Regions from separate parts of the Pan troglodytes genome. Here region 1 is linked to region 2. A link is a contact called in public capture Hi-C data. All regions are on one chromosome and are shown on one strand. The core of a region is the stretch at or near the end of the contact, and the rest is flanking DNA. Distances in the headings are between cores, read along the strand shown.

Evidence for each region. Capture Hi-C pulls out chosen DNA fragments and counts their contacts.
Region 1: a contact with region 2 is called in a capture Hi-C map of stem cell-derived neural stem cells, with 5 times the contacts expected there. The contact joins two enhancer-like sites. A contact is called at or near these places in 5 of 7 Hi-C or Micro-C datasets (blood, induced pluripotent stem cells, a lymphoblastoid cell line and 1 more) and 1 of 1 other capture datasets (stem cell-derived neural stem cells).

Annotation. Positions count from the first base shown.
Region 1 is chr6:121,519,258-121,525,481 of NHGRI_mPanTro3-v2.0_pri, forward strand. No RefSeq gene overlaps it. Among named protein-coding and RNA genes, the nearest start is that of SYPL1, 27 kb to the left of the region's middle. Within about 2 kb of position 2,589, at least 1 of the 24 cell types and tissues checked has an H3K27ac peak or open chromatin away from gene starts, as enhancers often do. A contact at or near this core is called in stem cell-derived neural stem cells, where this site is marked.
Region 2 is chr6:121,435,571-121,442,340 of NHGRI_mPanTro3-v2.0_pri, forward strand. No RefSeq gene overlaps it. Among named protein-coding and RNA genes, the nearest start is that of SYPL1, 56 kb to the right of the region's middle. Within about 2 kb of position 5,136, at least 14 of the 24 cell types and tissues checked have an H3K27ac peak or open chromatin away from gene starts, as enhancers often do. A contact at or near this core is called in stem cell-derived neural stem cells, where this site is marked.

The DNA.
Region 1 (6,224 bases), core at 1,339-3,838, 81 kb after region 2:
GACAGTCTCATCAGGACACCACTGCTGGAATAACTGCTTTCCAAACATTTTTATATTTTTAAGTGTCTACACTCATGCTTCAAAATCCAGACAGAGAGAGTGAGTGTATATTAATCAGGGTTCTCCAGAGAAACAGAACCCTCTATCTCCACTTCTCCGCTCCTCCCCCTCTCCCCCTCTACCTCCCCCTTCTCCCCCTCTCCCCCTGTCCCCCTCTACCTCCCCCTCTCCCCGTGTGTGTAAAAGAAGGAATTGGCTCGTGTGATTGCAGAGGCTGGCAAGTCCAGTCTGGCAGGTTGGAGACCCAAGCAGAACCCATGTTCCTATTTGAAGGCCATCAGACAGGAAGAATTGATGTTGCATATGAAGGCAGTCTGCTAGAGAATTCTCCTTACTTAGAGGAAAGGTTGGTCTTTTAATTCTATTTAGGCTTCAAGTAGTTGGATGAGGACCATTCACTATGGAGGGCAATCTTCTTGACTGATTAAAATGTTAATCTCTTTCAAAAACACCCTCGCAGAAACACTCAGAATGTTTGACCAAATATGTGGGCACCCTGTGACCCAGTCAAGTTGACACACAAAATTAACTATCAGAGAGAAGGAGAGAGAGAATGCAACTGACCTAGCTTAAGTTGTGTGCCCACCCCTTTGGCTGGTAGAAGGCAGGGTATTTTGTCAGTTCTAGAGATTTTGAACCATGGGGCAGAACTGATTTCCTAAAGGGAAAGTGGAGAGCTGTTACCAGGAGAAGGAGAATAAATAGTGGGAAGCTACAAAACAACTGGCTCTTTTTGAATGATGGTTTTATTTTTCTTATTTTGTTACTTGCTTCCATGTGAGTAAACATTAAAACACATCTGTGCTGCTTTGCTTGACTTCTTCCAGCTCCTTTATACAAGAGGAAGAACAGCTGGGAGGGAGAAAAATATTTTTTTCCTTTCTCTCTTCACTTCCAGTCCTCAGTAGAGGTGACTGACGGGTGATGGTTACCTCCAAGTCCTTGCTTTTGGGGGTCTGTGCTAATGACTGAGCACTCGAATGCTGCCTCACTCTGAAGAGGTCCTTCAACACTGTAAAAGGCATTCACAAGACATCCCTGCCCCGGAAGAGTTTGAATCTGTTGGACTTTGTGCATTTTTCTTCTTTTCTATCCTTCACCTACTAGTTGTGGCTACTACGAACCCATATAGTTCTTCTGGAATTAAGGAGACACACTTCCCTCAAAGTGCTTTACATCTATTGGTCAGAGATGGTCATAATGTACTGAGTTTGTTAGAATGACGCGTTGCTATGTACCAGGAAGTTATCACAGGGCATATAAGTCTACCATGTCTACAATGTGAAGGATGCCTCGTTAGACGCAGCACTCTTGTGCAATGTACAATCTGTCTACTTTATATGGCAGGCCTGAACTACTGAGGGAGAGAGAGACCACCAGAAATCAGGAAAGCACAACTTAATTAATGCTCTTATGAATGGTGTGTGCTGGGGGGTGGTTGTAGTTCCCTTTGTGTTCTGACCAATAGCTGAACCACTGATCAGATTCAAGACAGAACCTTGAATCCAAAAATCCTTTAGTGTGGCAAGTCCACCATAGTTCCTGAGGAAGCTGCCTTCGAGGAATCGGGGACCACTGCTCTCTTCTTAGGGGAATTCCTGAGATACCTGCATACCTCAGACCTGACAAGCAGGGAGTGGCAATGGGCATATTGCTATTCCAGGATACAACTGCTGTGAGATCCTCTTCAGAGGTTTATAAGCCTGACTTCTCATTAGCACGTTAGATATAAGGCATGACTCATTGCCAAATCTACAGACCCATGATAGGGTAGACAAGATCAATAGTCTAAAATGAAAACAGATTTTAAAATGAACAGAAATTTAATACTTTTTCCCGTATGCCAATGGATCACATGGTACACATCCCGGGGTAGGCATAGCCCACTTTGTAGACCACTGATCTAGAGCCTGGTACTCCCCTTACAACACCTGTGCAGGCAGGGCTAATTGACTACAACACCGTGGGCCTGGAGACATCCTCACCCTCCATTACAACAAGTGGACATGTGGTTTCTAGGCCAAGAGTTGGCAAATTACAGCCCATTGGCCATACCTGGCCAGCCCCCTGTTTCTACAAAGTGTTTTTGAGACACAGCCACACTCACTTGGTTATATATCGTCCATACCTTTTTTCACACTATAAAGGCAGAGCTGAGTAATTGCCATGGAGAGCAGATGGTCCACAAAACCTCAAATACTACCCGACCTTTACAGCAAAAGGTTGCCCGACCCCTGCTCCAGGCAGGCAGTATTGATCCCTGTGTGTTGGTAATAAAAGGTAAGACTTGTCTGCTGCCTCTGCTCTGGAGTTAGGCCGGAGTTTGCCGCATAGCTCCTTCTGTTAATGAGGCTCAGCTTGGCCTTGCCTTCTGGGGATTAGCACCTAATCCCGGCTAGCTTTCTTAGCTCATTCACTGGTCACAAGGATGCAGAGAAGTGAGTGTGGATGAAACTGGTCCTGGTCACCTGAAGTCCATGCCTTACACGGCGTCGGTCAGCTGTGTCCTCTCTGCTAGCTGGCCCCTCTGCTACCTACCTCTAGGTGATGTGCCTGCTACTCAGCACAAGTGACAGAGCAGCCACAAGGCCTCCCCCACTGCAGGGCTGCACAGCTGCTGCACATCCCCAAGGGGGCGGGGCGAATGCATGCTGAAATGTTTGTGTGCACATGTGAGTACATTGGTTAGGACTATCCCCAACTCCAGCTAATGCAAGCCTGGTAGACACATGCGTTTTTGCATATCCATGCACCCTTCTTTTGGGAACTGCCGCTAGATGAAAATCCAAATATTTAATTCCTAGCAATTAGTTTGGGCTTGAGTGGTATTCATTTTTATTCAGAACTCAGGTCCTAGGCCTTATATTATTCAGATTTCAGTCCCACGTGACAAACTTCCACAGTTCCTCTGAGATGTCCTGATTCTCGCTGGTGAGAATGGCAGAGACTGCTGGTTCCTTACCTAACAGCCATCTACCCTACAAGCCCTGATTTTGAGACAGTCTCTGCCACCTAGGCTGGAGTGCAACCTCCACCTCCTGGGTTCAAGTGATTCTCCTGCCTCAGCTTCCCAAGTAGCTGGGACTACAAGTGCATGCCACCATACCCGGCTATTTTTTTGTATTTTTGGTAGAGACAGGGTTTTGCTATGTTGGTCAGGCTGGTCTAGAACTCCTGGCCTCAGGTGATCTGCCCACCTTGGCCTCCCAAAGTGCTGGGATTATAGGCGTGAGCCACTGCCCCTGGCCCCTATAAGCCCTGATTTTATTGGAAACGTGTCCTTTAGTGAATTGTGCATCTGAAACAGAGACAGACATGTTGTGCTTCATTTGTACTTTATCATTTTTGTCCTTGGTGCAAAGGTATTACATGCCCTAATGCTGGCTCTTTGGGGCCATGAAAGTTGCAGAAGTCACGGCTCTTCCCACTTCAGTCACTGAGCCAACACCAGTACTCACCTACTTCAAAATTTATCTTCCCATGAGAGGAAAGGAAAACCCCACCTTGTTTTTGGTTTGAACACAACTGCATCAAATTCCTTACTGATGACTGAAAAAATTAAGGAAAAGCTCAGAGTGAACAAGAAGTAGATCAGCTTTCCTTATAGATGCACAAAATTACACAGCAGGCCTGGGTTTTTTTTTTTTTTTTTTAATTTTGGAGCAGGGTCTTCTGTCCCCCCAGCTGGAGTGCAGTAGTGTGATCATAGCTTAGTGCAGCCTTGACCTCGTGGGCTTAAGCAATCCTCCACTTCAGCCTCCTGAGTAGCTGGGACTACAGGCTTGGGCCATTGTAGTCCCAGCTGGCCTAAGCCTGGGTTTGAGGTCTAGATCTATCATTCTCTCATCCTGTGCCCCAGAGCCAGTCACTTTCTCTTAAAATTCTCGGTGTCAAGGCAAGACCACTGCGCTCTGAGGCCCCCTTGATCTCTAGGGCATTAAAATATATGGGAGATTTCCACCCTTCCTCACGGGGCTTGCAGGCTGAGGGAGTGAGAATTTCCTCTCCAGCAGCATGGGCAAATTCGTAAAAAGAAATAAATAATTTACTTGCTTTTAATGGCCACCAAACTTCAAAGTCTAGTGACCACCAACCAGTCCCTCCTCAGTGAGGATGGTCAAATACAGAAAGGCTTTCTCTGGAAGAGCCCGGAAACCTGCTGTCTCATTTCAAAAGCCATCTTCCTTCCCCGAGACAAACATGGTGGAAAGGAGGCCTGCCTGATAACACTGAGGGTTTTGGGGCCAGATTTTTTTCTGCAGGCAGTTTTGGACATTTATTTTAATCTTCTTTATGTGAGCTATAAAACACATTTAGAAAAGTATATATTAGCTGGTTGTAGTGGCTCATACCTGTAATCCCAGAACTTTGGGGGTGCTGAGGCAGGATGATCATTTGAGCTCAGGAGTTCACGTAGTGAGACCCTATCTCAACAAAACATCAAAACATTAGCCAGGTGTGGTGGCACGCACCTGTAGTCCCAGCTACTCAGGAGGCTGAGATGGGAGGATCACCTTAGCCTGGGGAGGTTGAGGCTGCAGTGAACTGAGACTGTGCCCTTGCACTCCAGCCTGGGTGACAGAGTGAGACCCTGTCTCAAAAGAAAAGAAAAAATATATTAAACATAATGAACAGTTACTGTTTTTTAAAATAAACCCCTTATTAGGTCAAGAAACAGAACTTTGCGAGACCCCTGGAGCCCTCCTGCCTATCCCTTCTCAATTGCAGTCCCCTCATTTAATGGTAACCACTGCCTCTATTTTTTTTTTTTTTTTGAGATTTTTTGAGATGGAGTTTTGCTCTCGTCACCCAGGCTGGAGTGCAATGGTGTGATCTCGGCTAACTGCAACCTCTGCCTCCCAGGTTTAAGTGATTCTCCTGCCTCAGCCTCCTGAGTAGCTGAGATTACAGGCACCCGCCACCACGCCTGGCTAATTTTTTGTATTTTTAGTAGAGGCGGGATTTCAACACGTTGGTCAGGCTGGTCTTGAACTACTGACCTCAGGTGATCCACCCGCCTCAGCCTCCCAAAGTGCTGGGATTACAGGTGTGAGCCACCGTGCCTGGCCCCCCACTGCCTCTACTTTTATGGTCATTGATGTCTTTGATTTTCTTTAAAATTTTACTACAGACATATATGTCCATGGCCACTATTATTTGATTATACCTGCTATTGAAATTTATAGAAATGGGTCCATACAGGATGTGTTCTTCTTATCTGGCTTCATTCACCAACATGATGTTTATGAGATTCATTCTGGTTTTTGCACATAGCTGTAGCTTATTCTGTCATTGTCATGTAGCATTTTATTGCATCAGTAGGTTTTCACAAATTCATATCATTACACATACTTACTTGTTACCAATTTGGGGATTTCATGATAGATCTGCTCTGAGTGTTCTTGTCCCTGCCTCCCTGTGCATATTTCAGTAGGTTGTCCACCCTGCAGTAGAATTGCTGGGTTGTGGGGTATGTTCTGTTGGCTTTGCTAGGTGATGCCAAAGTGATTCTGTGGATTTATACTCCCAGCAACTGTACATGAGAGGTCTCCATGCCCCACATCTTTGTCAACACTGGAGAATGCTATTCTGTAAAGTTAGCTACTCTGGGTGGTGTACACAGCTATATCTGTGTGTGTGTGTGTTTGTGTGTGTGTGTGTGAGAGAGAGAGAGAGACAGATTTTCTAACCTAATTTTCATTATTGCATTAGCCTAATTTTTATTAAAGATTTCTTTTTTTTTTTTTGAGATAGGATCTCTATTGCCCAGGCTGGAGTGCAGTGGCACAATACCAGCTTAACTGGGCTCAAGCAATCCTCCAACCTCAGCCTCCTGAATAGCTAAGACTAAAGGCACATGCCACCATGCCCAACTAATTTTTTGTTTGTTTGTTTTTTTGAGACGGAGTCTTGCACTGTCGCCCAGGCTGGAGTGCAGTGGTGCGATCTTGGCTCACTGCAACCTCTGCCTCCTGGGTTCAAGAGATGTTCTGCATTTGTCTGATGTTTTCTCATGGTGTCTCACTCGTTCTTCTCTATAAGCTGGGAGTTGGGTCTAAAGGCTTCTTTAGATAAATCTCAGTGTGGCTTTAATGTGCATCTGTTGGATTTGTTTTTTTTCTTTTTCTTTTTTTTTTTTGAGATGGAGTTTTGTTCTTATCGCC
Region 2 (6,770 bases), core at 3,886-6,385:
GCCCAGAGACCCAGACCGGCTCTCAGGTACTGTGTGGCCTGGCTGAGGGCATCTGGGGGCACGGCAGGGGCTCAGTGGGTGCAGCCCTTGAAAAATTCACCAGAATTAGACTCTGATGTCTCCATTTGATCTTTTCTTCCCTCCTTGTCTTGCCTTTTCAAAAGGCGACTCTTTTCTGTGGCCTTTTCTTCTTTCTTTTGGCTTATATGATCCCTGCATCATTATTTCCCAAAAAAGAATGTGGCAAAGTAACTTTTTGAAATATTAATGAACCCCCTTTTTCCTTTTTTCCCCTCCCTCCCTCTCTCTCTCCCTTGTTTCCTTCCTTCCCTCCCTCCCTCCCTCCTTCCCTCCCTCCCTCCCTCCCTCCTTCCCTTCTTTCTGGCAAGGTCTTGCTCTGTCACCCAGGCAGGAGTACAGTGGTGCAATCACAACTCATTGCAGTCTCGATCTCCCAGGCTCAAGTGATCTTCCTGCCTCATTTTAAATTTTTCTGTAGAGACAAGGTCTCAATATGTTGCCCAGGCTGGTCTCAAACTCCTGGGCTCAAGTGATCCTCCTACCTTGGCCTCCCAAAATGCTGAGATTACAGGTGTGAGCCACTGTGCCTGGCCCGTCTTTTTTTTTCTTTACCTCTCCTTTCCTCAAACTCTCTGCCTCCTCAGTGAAGCAGCTAGGCTGTTCTGTCCTCCTGTTGCAGGGGAGTAAGGGGTTGGGCAGGGAGTTTTTCTGTCTTAACTTCAGGGAGGCCTGAGAATTCTCAGCAGAAATTGTTTCAGCGAACATCAAAATAGAGCAAGACTTCTCCCACCTCCTTGAGGTGGGTAGGGAAGCAGAGAGGGATGCTCAGTGCAGAGGAATCAGTGAGTGAGGGGAAAAGACATAGCATCTGAAGACACAGAGGCCAGCACTCAGGACCTCCATCAGAGGACCATGTGAAAGGCAGGTTCAAGTCCACCTTGACCACTCAGCCTCCATTGCAGTCAGTGGCATCTAGTGCCACTGGCTGGCCTTCCTTCACTGTGGTGGGGATTTCTTTCTGCAGCAGCCAGTACTTCCTTGGTGACTCCATACAGAGCATGACACCGTCCCAGCCTCCAGCTTTGGTTCTTTCCCCATCTGACATGCCCTAGGAATTCACTGCCTTTGCAGTTTCACTGGATCTGAGTTAATCCAAGAAATAGACAAAGGGGTATTGAGTGAACAAGATGACCAGCACATCCTAGGTTCCCAGAGTTCCCAAAGCTGGGTTGAGACCTCACAGGCCGGGCTGGTGGTAATGCCCAGGGTGTGTGTGTGTGTGTGTGTTCATTCCTTGGCACTCACATATGTTTGTGTGTCTGTGAGGCTGTGTGATGGGATCTGGGAATTGGTGGAGGATGAGAATAAAGGATGGAGCGCTAAGGAGTCAGGCAGGCAAAAACAACCCCCACACACCATGCGGGTGTGTGCCTCCCGGGTCCCATGCGCCTGGGTGTGTGAACCCTGCCGCCCTCCTGCACAAGAGCCCAGTCTACTGTGCCTGAAGAGGCTGGACCTGACGCCGGCCTTCCCTTTGCTTCATTTGTGAGATGCCGGCTAGTCCAGTCTGACTTCAGGAGAGCATCTCTGGCTTTTCTGCTCCATTGCTAGTTTTGGTTCTTCCTTAGGAGGCCCCGCAATGGAGAGAGGAATAGAGCAGAGAAGAGGCGGCATTTCCTCATCTCCCCACACTCTGGCCTAGGACCTTGTGATGACTTTCTCTAATTTCAGAGGTGGAGACAGACTTCTTCCAGCCCCCTCCTGTGAAGGGACAGTGGGGCCAACTTCCTTTCCTCTCCTGTGCCAGGTCTTAAAAGCCTGACCTGCATTTCGCAGAAGTCAGGACCGGCTTGAGTTCAATTACAGTAGATTGCTTGATCTCATTTATTTTCTCCTGTATGCTTGAAGTTAGGACAGCTTTAATTTGAAATGGAAATTTATGCAAATACTATGTAAATTAGGTCATTCCCAGATTAACTGGGGGAAAAAATCTGGTCGCCTTAGCAGGCACCATCTGTTCCCTCCTCATTCTTTCCATATCTGAACCCCACCCCCCCTTTCCCAATCAACTTTGAAACTTGTTTTCCTGTGGCTGAGAAGAGAGACTGTTCAAGGGAGGGAAACTAATCCCCCATCAGTTTTCCAGGTGGGTCGTTCCAATGTCTGTTTTGCGGTGAGAAGAGGCTCAGGTGAGAGGCTGGGAAGACTTCAGGGTTGGCTCCAGGTTAATGGTTGCCGCACTCCACACATGTGCCGCCTCCTCCTTGTTCCTCTCTTTTCTCCTGGCCTCCGCTTCTCTTAGGATTCTTTTCCTCCTTCTCTTTGCCTGAAGTCTTCTAATGGCACCCAGAAGCCTTCTTCCTTCCTCTTGTGGCAGTCGGAGTAGAAGGGCTTTGGGGTTTTGCAATACCCCCAGAGTTCTTGGGAACTTTTGGGTCCATGTGCGTATTGGTTGGGAGGCTCAGGGCCCAGGCGGGAGGCTCTGTCCCGCCCCATGGCTGCAGCTCACGCCTATGGAGCAGGGACAGCTTCAGTCCTGCTCTGTGAAGGCAAGAAAGCCAGGAGCCTCAGAAAAGCTATGGATGTGAGGGAAGCAGGGGGCCCCAGCTTCGTCATTCCGCATCGCTTTCTCCTTTAAGGGGACAAAAGTGAGAAGACTTCCCAGCGATTCATTCGCTCCTCCATCCTGCAACGAAGCAGAGCCACAGCTGCCCCACCAGGAAGAAGCAACTTGAGGCCGGGTGCGGTGGCACACACCTGTAGGTCAGGAGTTTGAGACCAGCCTGGCCAACATAATGAAACCCTGTCTCTACTAAAAATACAAAAATTAGCTGGGCGTGGTGGCGGCCACCTGTAATCCCAACTACTCGGGAGGCTGAGGCAGGAGAATCACTTGAACCCAGGAGGCGGAGGTTGCAGTGAGCTGAGATTGCACCACTGTACTCCAGCCTGGGTGACAGAGCAAGACTCCATCTCAAAAAAATAATAAATAAAAATAAAGAAGCAATTTGAGGGATACTTTTGTTGCTGTTAGCCACTGAGTTTTTTTTTTGTTTTTTTTTTTTAACAGTCTCATACTGTTGCCCAGGCTGGAGTGCAGTGGCATGATCTCAGCAACCTCCACCTCCCAGGTTCAAGTGATTCTCCTTGCCTCAGCCTCCCAAGTAGTTGGGATTACAGCTGCCTGCCACCACACCCGGCTAATTTATTTAGTATTTTTAGTAGAGATAGGGTTTCACTATGTTGGCCAGGCTGGTCTTGAACTTCTGACCTCAGGTGATCCATCCATCTCAGCCTCCCAAAGTGCTGGGATTACAGGCATGAGACACCACGCCCGGCCTAGCCACTGAGATTTTTGAGGCTATTTGTTATTGCAGCAAAACTTAATGAGAGCTTACTACTACACCCTCTCATCTTCCTCAATCTCTCCTCAAAGCTGCCTCAAAATTTAAAAAATTCTTTTATGTACTCATGTGATACTTTCTCGCTTTAGGCCAAGTGAAAATAAAGGCATCTTCATAAACATTTGCTTTTTTTCTTGGTTCATGATATGACTGTACAAACTGCACTTGTGTATACGGCTTTAAACCCAGACTTCAGGCAGGGGGAACAGTCAGTGCAAAGGCCCCAAGGCAGGGACGTCAGGAGTCCATGTGGCTTGGTCAGAGTAAGAAGGTGGGAGAGTGGTAGGGAGTGAGGCTCATGGAGTGAGAGGTGGGCAGTGTGGACCTGAGCATGGGCCCCAGAGAAGGTGCAGTTTCAGGACAGAAGCACAAGGTGGCACCGTGACACTCCCCTCAGTCACTGTGGACCGCATGTGCGGTGGTAGAGAAGACACATCTTCTTATCCTCCAAAATGGCTCTGCCAGGGAATGAAAGTCCAGCCGACTCCAGCAAATTAGAAACTGTACTCTTAGGACTGGAAAAGCTTTCGAGACCTCTCAATCAGGGAGGTTTCCATGTGGGGTCCATGATGCCTATGCATGGACTCCAGGACCCAGGGGATCCCCTGAATTGCAGTGTGCTTTTCAGGAGAAACCTCCAACATTTTCACTCCAAGGGGTCTATGACCCAAAAAAGGTGAAGAACCTCTGACTACCACTGGTGCTCCCACCAAGGCAAGACTTGATAAGAACTTCCTCAGCAACAGGCAGCCCCGGCCAATTCCACATTATTACCAGGTGCCTGGAGACCTGTGAGTCCTTTGCTATCTCAGTGGAGGCACCCAGTAATGCTTGGAACCGCTGGGCCTGAGGACACTCGGGCTCTCCTTCCAGAAACTAGAGCTTTTGTGAGGGGCCAGCAAATTTGCATACGTGCACCCGTGCACACACGCACACACCCCTCTCTCCACTGTCCTTAGATTGAAGAAATCACATCCTTTGCACATGAACGTCCTGTTGGTTCTCAAAGGTGCCTGGATGTTTCTGTGATAAGTAAAATATGATTGCACAATGTGGTTACTGAATTCGCAGTCACTTTGATCATTATATAGTTTCTCACCCACTGGATGTTTTATAGAAGTCTAATATAGAATTGATCTAATTGAAGTTTAATATATATTCGACTCTATGTGTCCAATATAATGAATGGGGCAGGGAGTCTGTCAGATATTTTGAGCTAAATGAGAAACTTCATAATCAAAATGGTGGGAGCCACAGTCTGGTGAAAGGGAGGGGTCGTGAGTGATGTCTGATGGCCAACAGGTGAGCTGGGACGGCGCAGGGGGCGCGGTGGGGGCAGGACAGGAAGCTGCGTGGGCAGCAGGTGGAGGGTGTGAGCAGAAGTGAGACTGGAGCCTGTGGGGTTGCTCAAGTGGAACTGCAGAAGGAGATCAAGAATGAGGGAAGATGCAAATTTTTAATTCAGCATCTTCTAAAAAAAAAAGTCCCAGAAATGACTGTATTTGCTATTGGTGTTTTAAAATATCCATTAAATACCACATTTGCCAGCATCACTTCTCTTATCCCGGCTGCTCTAGCAGCCTGAATTCTGCCTTTTTCTTCCCTGAGAGCTGGGCTCAGGGAACCCACGTATCAACCTCAGGGGGTCAGGCCTGCAGGTGGGTGGCTCCCCTGGGACTCTTTAAAACCAAACCCCGAGCAGAAAGGAGAGGCTGAGGTTTGGGGCTCCTTTAAAGGCCTCCTCTCAGCTTGTCTCCAGTTCACTGCCTAAGAATGTCCTCCAGACACAGGCTCTGAGGCCAGAGCTATTGAATATTTATCAAGGCCTCCTGGCAGACGTGGGAGACTGAGAACAGGAAAATCAGGCCCAGGCGGGCATCTGTGGAGCCTGCCTGGGTGCTAGCCAGATGCTGCAAGATTCAAGTTGCCCGTTGACTCTGCAGAGCCTGCCCCGCCCTGTCCTCCCTCCTCGGGGAGGCGTGCATGGGCCTGGCTGCTGTCAGGGTGTTTGCTTCTTGTCACCATCCTCCATACTGACTTCCATTGCAAGCCCTGCCCCACTGTGGCTCCATTGTCTGCAGTGGCCTGGGCTGACCAGCTCAGCCTGGAGCCCTGCCCTGGGACGATGCGGGCTAACACAGTGACACAAAGCCCTGCTTTGTGGCCCTGACAGGAGGATTTATCATTAGCTGTGAGATGGTCCCTGGCAGATCCTGGCATGTGGTGAGCAGACAGATCTGTGCTGATCACAGTATTTTGAGTACCCCCAGTTGAATACAGCATCTGGGGCCCTCAAATCTGCCACATGGATCTTATGGCTTCAGGCTCACTGGCACCTTTTGTGTTGGCCGAAGTACGGGTAGGGGGTAGATTAGGAGCAGTAGCTTGTACCCAGTGACGTCTGGGGGCTGGTTTACAGGAAAGGCACCCTAAGGTTGTGCAGGCCCTGACATGTGGTCCTCCTGGCATCTGGGGACAGCATGTCAGGTTTGGGGTCTGCCCATCCTTGCCTTGGGCACAGGTCCCCAAACAACAGCAGCATCCCTGTGGGTGGGATATCTGACCAGCAGAAAATGGAAGTGAATATCTCTTTGATCTTGGAGTGAGGAAGAATTTCTTAAAAATAACACACCAAAAAATCACAAATCATAAAAAAGAAAGATTCATGATTTCAACCACGTTAAATTTAAGAACCTTGGTTCATCACAGGTATTTTAAAGAAACTCAGAAGATAAGCCACAAGCTGGGAAAAGATATGTGTAGCACTTAAGTGACAAAGGATTAGCTTCAAGAATATATCGAGTCCTGAATGCCTGGTGGGGTGGAGGGAGTGGGAAATAGACAGATAGTTCAGAAGAAAAATGGGAAAAAAATATGAATAGGCATTTGACAGAAGAGGCAACACATAGGGCCAGTCAACATAGGGATGTGCTAACCTAGTCAGTGTCCAGGAAATTGCAAAACAGGCAATGAGATCCATTTCCTCCAGTCTGTTTCCTCCAGTCTCTCTCCGGGGCCTAGAGATGCTCCTTGGATGGTTCTCAGTGGCCCTGGTCCTCTCCCTGGGAAGCCTGGCCTGTCAGGCTCTGCAGAGCCCTCTGTTTTGTCCTTCCCCCAATATCCTCCCACTCAGAGCCTGAGTCTGCCCCTGCCCCTTCCCTTCCTGTCCTCACCAATGGCGAGTGTGGCAGATCCTCCAGTTTCTAGAAACACCTCCTCACTCCATCTTCATCCTTTCCTTTGATGTTTCCCCAGGTCTTATCCGGCCAAGTGGGCTTTAGGGAACATTTTTCTTCCCCCTTTGGAGCCAGAGTCTCGCTCTGTTGCCCAGGCTGGAGTGCAGTG